2 separate regions of the Mus musculus genome follow, and region 2 is linked to region 1. A link is a contact called in public Hi-C data. All regions are on one chromosome and are shown on one strand. The core of a region is the stretch at or near the end of the contact, and the rest is flanking DNA. Distances in the headings are between cores, read along the strand shown.

What was found. A called contact is a pair of places that touch in the nucleus more often than the background predicts.
Region 2: a contact with region 1 is called in a Hi-C map of cortical neurons, with 2.1 times the contacts expected there. The contact joins two enhancer-like sites. A contact is called at or near these places in 1 of 15 datasets of contacts at CTCF or cohesin (the NIH/3T3 cell line), 2 of 484 Hi-C or Micro-C datasets (cerebral cortex and cortical neurons), 5 of 115 datasets of contacts at active chromatin or transcription factors (bone marrow-derived macrophages, embryonic stem cells, epiblast stem cells and 1 more) and 1 of 9 other capture datasets (embryonic stem cells).

Annotation. Positions count from the first base shown.
Region 1 is chr6:108,452,645-108,457,436 of GRCm38.p6, forward strand. All of the region lies in intron 44 of Itpr1 (inositol 1,4,5-trisphosphate receptor 1), which reads left to right. Gm35165 (a long non-coding RNA gene) reads right to left here. Exons shown (of 5, transcript XR_869349.3): 4 at 1,713-1,803. Among named protein-coding and RNA genes, the nearest start is that of Gm35165, 18 kb to the right of the region's middle. Within about 2 kb of position 1,982, at least 63 of the 459 cell types and tissues checked have an H3K27ac peak or open chromatin away from gene starts, as enhancers often do. A contact at or near this core is called in cortical neurons, where this site is marked.
Region 2 is chr6:108,589,918-108,594,709 of GRCm38.p6, forward strand. All of the region lies in intron 3 of 0610040F04Rik (RIKEN cDNA 0610040F04 gene), which reads right to left. Among named protein-coding and RNA genes, the nearest start is that of Gm44040, 57 kb to the left of the region's middle. Within about 2 kb of position 2,549, at least 5 of the 459 cell types and tissues checked have an H3K27ac peak or open chromatin away from gene starts, as enhancers often do. A contact at or near this core is called in cortical neurons, where this site is marked.

The DNA of each region.
Region 1 (4,792 bases), core at 732-3,231:
TCTTCTGCTAGCATATGCAGAAGCGTTTTTGGAGCACTGGGTGGGGCAAGAAGATTTGGCCTTGGTCCCCTTGGGTCTTCACCCAACTCCAGTCGAGGTGGGATCATTCCTTAAGGCACTGTGACCAGAGGTGGAGCTCTCCCTGCCTCTGCCTCAGGGGATGGATGAAAGTTTTCAGAATAGAAGCAATTTCAGACAGGGCTTGGGAAGCCTTCCAGGCAAATGGAAAGTGGGCTTGTCCCTTACAGAACAAAACAGGTTCATCTGAGCCCAAGAGAAATAAATGTACAAAAGCAATGGAGAAATATCTTAGGGCTAAGTTTTTCATTTTTTTTTCTTCTTAATAATAACTTCTTAATAACAACCTAATAATAACTAATAATAAATAAGGAGTACCAGAAGCCAGAAACTCAACGTGGTGTTCTTTCTGCCTGAGCTAATTTTCACTTTGTGGCAGTCCTATGTAAAAGGTGCTACTGTGGCCCCTTTATTTGCCGAAGAGGAAACGGGATCCCAGAGTTGAATGCACTTAGAATGCCAGAGCAAGCTGGTGGTTGCATAGATGTTGTTTCCTGACACGTCTTAGTTTTGGTTTCTCTGAGACTCTTCCATCAACTTTCCTAACATTGACATGGGTCCATTCCCCCTTTAGGGACCTTGCATCTTTTGGTGAGACAAATGGCATGTGAGCCTTCTCACTGGAGGATGCTCTGGCATTCTAGTACCTCAGAAGATAGCTTGAGTGGTTAGTTTTGTTTTGTTTTGTCAGTAAACATGGTCATATATGACATAAGAAGAAGCCATGAAAGGCTTTTCCCTTCAGCCTGGGCATTGCTCGCTTGCCAAATAAAACTTGTACACGTTACAGGTTTCACCTCCAGCAAGTTTCAGGTTCCCAGGTCAATGAAAATTAGTGACAGGAAGACTTTCCTGTGAAACTGTGGCATGGAAAGCAGTTGGGTTATATGAGATGCCCTCAGTTACGGACGAGGAACCCAAGGCTCCACCTGTCCAGTAAATCCAGTATCACTCAGTCTCCAGCTGTCAGGACCAAGGTTTGAATGCAAGTCTTTCTCCCTCCCCACTCTTTCACCTACATTCCATATGACACAGTCTTTGGGTCACACAGGCAGGAAGTTCGTCAGTCAACTGTTCACCCTGACCATGGCCTTGTTAGTAGTGTCTGCTTTATCTTTGGAGGTGAGAGAAGGCCATAGTTCTTGATTGATCTGAGCAGCAAGCACTTGCTGCTTTGGCATAGGCAATCAGTTTTAAAGGTTGACTCATGAACCCGCACAGGGAAGCACATTCAGTTTCATATTGTTGTATAAGCTTTTCTTCAGTTTGCATTTGTTTTCTCATCATGCGTAGCTCTGTCTGGCCAGAGGCGAATATATCCACCGTAAAAAGGCTCGTGTTCAGTCGCTACATTTCTCGGGGTTTTCTGGACTCCTCGTGGAGCGGGATTGCTGGGATAGACCAGTGAGGGGTGTCACAAACCCCCTTCTACTGTTCCCAGTTTGGCATGTGTGTGTGAGATGTATGCCTGCCTTGTATTTACAAGAGGAAGTATCCCATTTAATTTTATTTTCACACTAAAGCCGAAGTGTTAAGAGAACATAGTGTTTTAACACTCTCTTGGTTATCAGCTGCAGAGCGGAGGTTGCATATTGTCACATACAGTTTTCTGAGTACATTTCTACATTTGTTACCTGGCAACGTTGCTGCGTCGGCACATGAAGATGTGTTGGTTTCTGCCAGTTCCCCACTCTCTGTACTGTAGACAGGAGAATAGCTGCTTCCCTGCAGGGATGGAGAACAGGGGAAGGCATGGAGCTAATGGGCTTATAGAAAGACTCCCTGCAGTCAGTGTCACAGCCAAACCAGAGGCTGTCCAGAGGCGTTTTCTACCACTGCCTTGAATCTTGTGCTGCTTTCCTCCCCGGTTAGGGTTAGGTGAGGGGTTTGTGATTAATCACCATGAATCCTTGTTGCTGATCTTTGATCTTTTTAAACGAAAAACAAACAACCACCATCTCGTGTCCTAGTCGTTATATGAGTCATCTGAACCTTTTTAATATTGTGACAAAGATATCTTTAATTGCTTTCATTTGATCCCCAGCCTCCTGCCTGATCTAAGTGCTCAGGTTTTGACTACCTCTGACTTCTGATAAGGAAGGAAATCCCACAGTACAATGAGAGCCGCTGAGCTGATTATAGCCCACCGGAGTGATTTTGCTTGCCCAAAATGCTGAACTTACCTAGACTTGGAGCACTAAAGTGGCCCATCTTTGTGCTCTAGGGACATCACATCCTACCCTTCATTTGACTGATGCCTACCGGTCTGATCTTTGAAAACATTTGAGTTGAAACCCTTACATTATGGGTTTAAAAGTCTCCGTAGTCTACACCGTACATCCTAAGATTCAAGAAAAGCTTCCTGGGACCAGCACCTGTACTGTTGTCTTGAAGAACAATCCACTAGGGAAGTTTCCATGGTAACAGTGTTTGAAACAGTCTGACAGCATCAACAGGTTAAGTAAGAAGTCTTCTGGCTCAGGGGCGCATCCTGTAAGCACAGCTCCTTAGAAGGAAGCCTAGGAGAGACTATGACTGAGCCCAGGCAGGACTCAGCCACTGGAGGGCCTGGCCAAAACAGGCCAGGCTTTAGGGCCTGTTGGTTTGGCAGAGCAAAGCTTGTTGGTGTCATCTTGTTTGTGGGAGGCCTTTGTAGCCTCCTGGATTCTTACTGTCCTGCCTGTTAAGGAAAAGAGAGACAGCTGCCTGTGTCTGAAAGGTAGTTAGAACCCAGCCCTTAGCTGGAAATCTTGATCTCTGCTACTAGATGTTGGGTTTCAAACCTGGGACGAATGGTTGGGGTGGCTATGTAACATGTCAAAGCGGGCCTGTCCTGTCCCTCAATCCTTACCTGTTACAGGGCCCTCTTGGCTGGCACACCCCACCCCCTAGCTTAAATTTCTCCAGTCCAGGGGCTGGGCCTTTTTGGTTGCCTGCTCTTGGTGTCTGTTTGGGTCTTGTGGATGATGCACATGGATCTCCTCTCTTCCCCCTCCCCCCTTCCTCAAATAGTGCCTCTCCGTCTAGTCACATCTACTCTGGACTCTCCCAGATGTGCCTGCATACTCTAACTCTGGGCTCTCTCTCCTTTTTATCTACAATAAACCTCCTCCTCCACCATACCGAGGGGCACTCATGCTTGCTTTCTTTTCTATTCTATTTCTTTGTTCATTCTGTCATCTCCCTGTAAAACCCACAGGAGCCACTCTCCTGAGGCTCTGCTGTGGGCGTTTACCCTCAAGTTTTTCAGTTTTCATCAGGAAAGGTCCTAAGAGGAAATCTCAAGATTTTTCACCCGTTTTTGTTACTATTGTGTTGTTTGTTGGTTTTTTGTTGTTGTTGTTATTCTTGGTTTTTTTTTTGTTTGTTTGTTTGTTTGTTTTTTTTAAATATCCAGAGATAACTTGCCCCAAGGATTCCTAGCTTTGGCCTGAGTTCCTTTTAACTCGGAAGTCTGTATCCTGCTGTTTAAACATTAAGATGGTTCCTCACTGCCTTAGAGTCGGCAACCTGCAGGCCAAGGCGAACTTTAAAGAAAAACCAGGTCATGCCGCATGTTTTTGGTGAGCACAGGAATCAACAAAGCGCTGTTACATAACTTCTATTTATGTCCTCCTTGCTCACTATCTGCAGGCAGGCAAGAGTCGCAGAGCTGGGATTTAATGAGCTCTGGGTTTGCTCACCTTCCTGAGCTGGTAGGAACCAGCTTGTTCTCAAAATGCGTCAGTAAAGAATCAGGCTGTGGGTGGGCGGCCAGGGGTAGTAGGTGGGCCGCATTGTTGCCATGGTGTTTTTTAATTCCCCTGTTTCTCAAGGATCCTGCTCTCTCCTTCCCTGACTCCCCACCCCCTTCTTTTCTTTTCTTTCTTTTTAATCCATGCGCTTCCTTGTTTCTCACGCCCACTCGTGATTTCTTGGAGCTGCCTCAGGAAACAGGAATATTTTCCCTCCCTTCCACAAACACCCCCATTGTGTAGCCCCAGGGCCTCAGAAGAGTTTTTCCTAAGGTGCTCCTTTCCCACCCTCCCCTGTCTATTTTCCCGTGATTTTTCGTAACCACTCCCTCCATTGCCCGGGCTTAGCCTCCCTGTGGCGGGATGGAAGCTTTCTGTCTCCTGCTAGATTGCTCCGGAACCAGGTGGATTCCGTTGCTCCTAGCACAGCAGTTTGCCCCGGAGGAGAGCGGTTGTTTGTGTTTCCCTACATCCTGGTCTCTGCTCTTGCCCTAAACTGAATGACATCTGTCCCCTCTAGCCATATTATTATGAAATAGAGTCACACTTTATAAAAGGAAAACAAGGGAAGTTTGTCCCACAATGATGACCCCTGTTACCTGAAAGTTACAGGTTGGATTAACACACATTTTAAAAAAAATAGAAAAAGTCATGTGCTAGGGAATTAGCTAAGTGGGACAGTGTGTACTTGGCACGGGTGAAACTGGGTTTGATCCTCCATCTGTCTCGAGAACAGTGCATGTGTGTGAGAGCTCGTGTACACACACACACACACCCTCCCTCCCTGACTCTGATACATAGCAAGGAAGGAAGGAAGGGCTGAGAGCCCTGTGGCTGCCAGGGAGAGCTCCCTGCTCCCTGCACCTCGGCTTCTGAGGGAAGCCACCCAGGTTTCTGTGCTGACTTTGTGTCCACACTCTCAGCAGAGCGGAAGCTTTTAACAAGTACAAAAGAATAAGTTGAGATGAAAAACTCCAGCG
Region 2 (4,792 bases), core at 1,299-3,798, 140 kb after region 1:
AAAAGGAAAGGAAAGATATAAAGAGGAAAAGAGGAACTTGGGTGACTGACAGGTATTAGAGTTAGATCTGATAGAGACATATTGTTTATGCTTATATCATATGTATATTATACATATACACAATATATATTTATATTGTATGAACATGTCAGAGATTAAAAGATGATTATCAAAAATAAATTTAAAATTAAAAAAAAAAAGAAACAGATGAGAACATTCCTTGATCAAGTATCCAATTTTACCAGTGGAAAATTTTAATAAATTTTGATGCACTTCTTAGCATATAAAGCATATGAGTCTGTTACAGTTTTTATGTTCGTTTGCATTCTTTATGATGTGAATGAAGTTAGATGAACAAGTTAATTGACCATCTGTATTTCTTATCTATTTTTCTTCCTTCGGAAGTGGAATATAAAAATACTGCTTCTATCTTAGAGTTATAAAATCATTTCCTTGGCTGGGCATGGTAGCACATGCCTTTGATCCCAGTACTGGAGGCAGAGCCAGGCAGACCTCTGTAGGTTGGAGGCTAGCCTGGGCTATGTAGAGAGTTCGAGCGAGCCAGGATTATATGGTGAGACCTGGTCTTTATAATAATAATAATAATAAATAATAATAATAGTAGTAGTCGAAGTAAAAACAATCTCAATAAATCTAAGATAAATGATAAACAGTGACAATCCCAGCACTGGAGTAGAAGCTGAGAGTGGGAGATTAAAAGCTCAAGTTCATCTTGAGCTACAATCAAGTTTGAGACTAGTCAGCAGTACCTAAGATCCTGTCTCAAAAGAGAAATCCTTTTAGCCAAGCATGGTGGGGAACATCTTTAATCCCAGTACTTGGTAGGCAGAGGCAGAGCTCTGTGAGTTTAAGGCCAGCCTAGTCTACAGAGTGAGTTCCAGGACAGCCAGGACTACACAGAGAAACCCTATCTCTAAGAAAAAAAAAAAACACACACAAATCTCTTTAAAACTATACATCATCATTTATGTCCAACCCAGGCTGTAGGTATCTTTCAAAGCACTTCACATAGTTAAGTAGTTTATCATTCAGTCACCTTCATGTTTGTCTTCTTGCTCTTCGTCAAAGATAGGAACCCTTTCTCTCATTCACTACAGTATTCCCTATGCCCCAAGAAAGTATAAGTGCTTTGCATACACATTCTCAATATCTACTTGATAAACAAATGAACGACCTCTGTTTTTTCCCCAATGTCTTTGCATAGAATCCCACTTGCCCACCCAGGTTAGGAACTGTCTCTAAGGAGTAAGTTAGACACAGCTAACAGTGTGGAATCATATTATTCACTGAGGTCATCAATCATTAACAAAGCAATCACACATCATTAGCTCAATAGTGACAGACCCAATAATTAATTATCATTTGAGAAAAACAACTCTAGAGGATCAGTTTAAAAAATAATAGCAAAATTCTGAAAACGTATTCTGCACCTGTAATTCTGACAACCACTTCCCTCGCTTTAAAAACTCATGTTGAGACATTGCTATGTGATATTTCATGTATCTTACGATATTGACAAGTTTATTTATAAAGGGTTACCTATCTTGCTCATGGCCTAATTGTTTATTTCTCTTAAATTTTTATATTTTATTAATGTTCTAAATGTCACAACTGTTTTGAAACTCTTTGAATAATTTAAATTAGACGGAAGATTAAATATTTTGTAGTTGAAGTTATAAACCAAGGTCCTTCCCTCCAAGATACCTGTCCTGATTTATCACAATTCCAAATAAAATAGTCTTGTTTAGAGATATTTGGAGTAAACTTTTACTTGCTTTAACAAACAGTTGAGTCAGGCAGGCCCCAGAAGTCTGCTGGTTTAGACCAGTTTCCTTATTTTATTTTTTAAAAGCATTTAATTTTATGATGCAACTAAAGATTTTCTTTGTGTAATATATGATAAAGACAATAAAGTATTTTTTATCCTATTCTTCCAAACAGAAAAAAAAAAAAAAGTCAGTTAAGCCACCAAGCTGGCTATGATTCCAAATACCTGTATCCCAGCCCATTGGAGGTAGAGGCAGGGAACTGTGGAGTTCAAGTTCATGGGGGCGGGGAGGGGGGATACATAGTGAGTCTGAAGCCAGTTAAAGCTACATGAGCCCTTGTCTCAAAACAATAATGAATGCCTTCTAGAGAAAGGTGTGTGTTACTAGCCTCCCAGGTGAGTCTCATGGACAGTGCAGCTCAGCATCTTCAAAAAGATCAATAATACCAAGTAAGGGCTGGGTACCACAAACCAGGTTACATAGCAAGTACCCAACCTTCCTAATGAGCCTCTGTAGCCACACAGAGCCTGTCTTCCATTCAGAAGCCTGGATTCCCCGTTTTACCGCTTCCTTTCCCTGATCAGATAACAGGCTTTGTGTTCCTACCGGAGTCACCATTTCATGGTTTGCACAAGACCGACCTGCAGTGCATCCAGATTTTCATAACCCGTCAAACAATTTTTCAGTATGTGTTATGGCAGGATATTCTAGAACTGCCAAGAAAAGTAAATTCACAGAGCCGCCTGCAATTCAGTAACTATTGCAAATTAGCATAAATAGCCCTGTTTTAGAAGGAATGGCTTTTGCAAGTCATACAGGAAAAATAATGTGGCTTTGCATTTGCATCATTAAAAACTCCCCCTGTGTACACCTTCACCATGAATATTAAACACGGCACAACCATTCAGCACGTTAACCTGCTTGGGTGAAACTCTTTAATGAAACATTTGGTTATGATCACAAGACTAACTAGGAAAACTAGCTAACAAGTACCTATTTTTACGGATTTTTTTTTTCATCTTAAAAGGAAAAAAAATTGCATATCAAATAAAACCTCTCAACACTTGTCAGCTCTCCTGTGAACATACCATATAAATGGACGGGCACCGGCTGCCAGGGAAAACGAAAGGCCAAATTGCACTCATATACCCATGCTGTCAAGTTCAGAGAGAAATCTGTCCTAGACCCAAGCCATCCACACGGCGCACAATGAGCCTGTTAACAAGAACTAAGAATGGATAAAATTCTTCAGATTTTTCTGCATAGATCTTACTTTCTTAGTCACCACCATGATTTTAAAATGACTCTGGCTAGTTGCTCAAGGCACAAAACAAAGGTACTTTCAAATAGCAAATGTGCTTAAATTCTATATGTTCCAATCAAAACTCTTAAAAAAAAAAAAAAAAAAAAAACCTGTAGAGAACAGCAGCTGTGGATTTACCTAGATACAAACATATTCATGGTACTGTGGGCTGCTCAAGAGGTGTGACCGTTATGTGGAGCAAATTTTTAAAAATGAAAAGAAAATATATTAGAGCAAGTTTTGAACATGAGACTGTTTATAACCATTCGAGAAGATTCTTCAAGCACAGTAGCTCTGAACACGTTTCTCCAGGTCCCAGCCCTGCCACTCAAACAAGTGGACGATGCTGGAAGGGTATTGATGAACAGCTTGCTTAAAGAGAGAACAGGAGACTCTGTGGGCAGCAGAAAGCTGTGTAGGCAAGGCAAAAAAGGGCCAAAGGAACCGGGCTTAAGAGGCAGGTGTAGGTGTGGGTGTGGGTGGGGAACAATGGCCTTAATCTCCCGGCATTTGGGACTGATGGATCTTTGTGAGTTCCAGGCCAGTCAAGGCTACAGGGTGAGACCTTGTCTCAGAGAAGAGGAGGGGAGGGAGGGGAGGAAGAGGAGGAGGAAGAGGAAGAGGAGGAGGAAGAAGAGGAGGAAGAGGAGGGGTAGGAGAAACTTGTCGTCTTGCCCTTGTCTGCTACCACCTGGCCCCTTTTTCTCACCGGGAAGCAGCACTTCCTTTTCAACCGTGCTGCTTCTCAGTACAAAACAGCCAATGACTCTTTCTCCCAGCCTCCTGGGTTCTTTCAGCCTCTTCAAGTCTTCTCACCCTTGCTCCCTATTGTAGTCAATAAGTGATGAGCTACCCATGCTAGAAACCTGGGAGAAGCTGGGTGAGTCTCCTTTCAGTCTGATGGAAGCCGCCTTTTGAGCTGTGAGATGTTTCCAGTTGCTTGTCCTTGGGGGATGGAACGCAGACCTTGCATATGCTAGGCAGGCACTTTACCACTGACCTATGTGTCCCGCCACCTAATTCAGTCCAGTCCAGGTTTAAGAATGTCTTAAAATTCTCTCTCTCTCTCTCTGTCTCGCTCTCTCTCTCTCTCTCCTTCCACATGTAGCCTTTCTGACTCATTCTTTAAATAGCAATGTCCATTCCTCCCCACTAAGTATAACACACCAAGGTTAGTATCTAACTTTCAGATATTATTTTTCCTATATATTTTGTGTTCTGAGTTGGGGTGCGTGGTGGTGCCCCATCCTCCTCCTGCTAGCCAGCTGCTCTAACTTGGAGCTTCAGCTTTAGCTGTTCTTAATCACAGCCAGTGCGTTTGTTTCCTCTGTTTCTCCCCAGGCTCTTTGGTTGCTCTACTTTGGGGATGCTGTGTGTCGGAGAGCAGCGTGCTGGATCTAAACTTGGGAGTGCCATATTTATATTCTTCTCCCTGCCAAGAACACCTTTCTCTCCATTCCCACTCAATGCTTACCTCCATATCTTTTTCTTTGTTTTGATTCGGGTTGTTGTACCTCAGTGATAAAACTCTGTTCTTTCCAGAATTTTCTTGCTTTCTATGCTAGGGAGGGGCATGCAATGCATGCCAGAATCACAGGGCTTAGGCTAAAAGTGGCTCCTCCTTCTAATGACTGCAAGCTCCCTTGTAGACAATGGCTAAATATAAGGTGTCAGGGATACAATCTGGCTGAGGCATTTC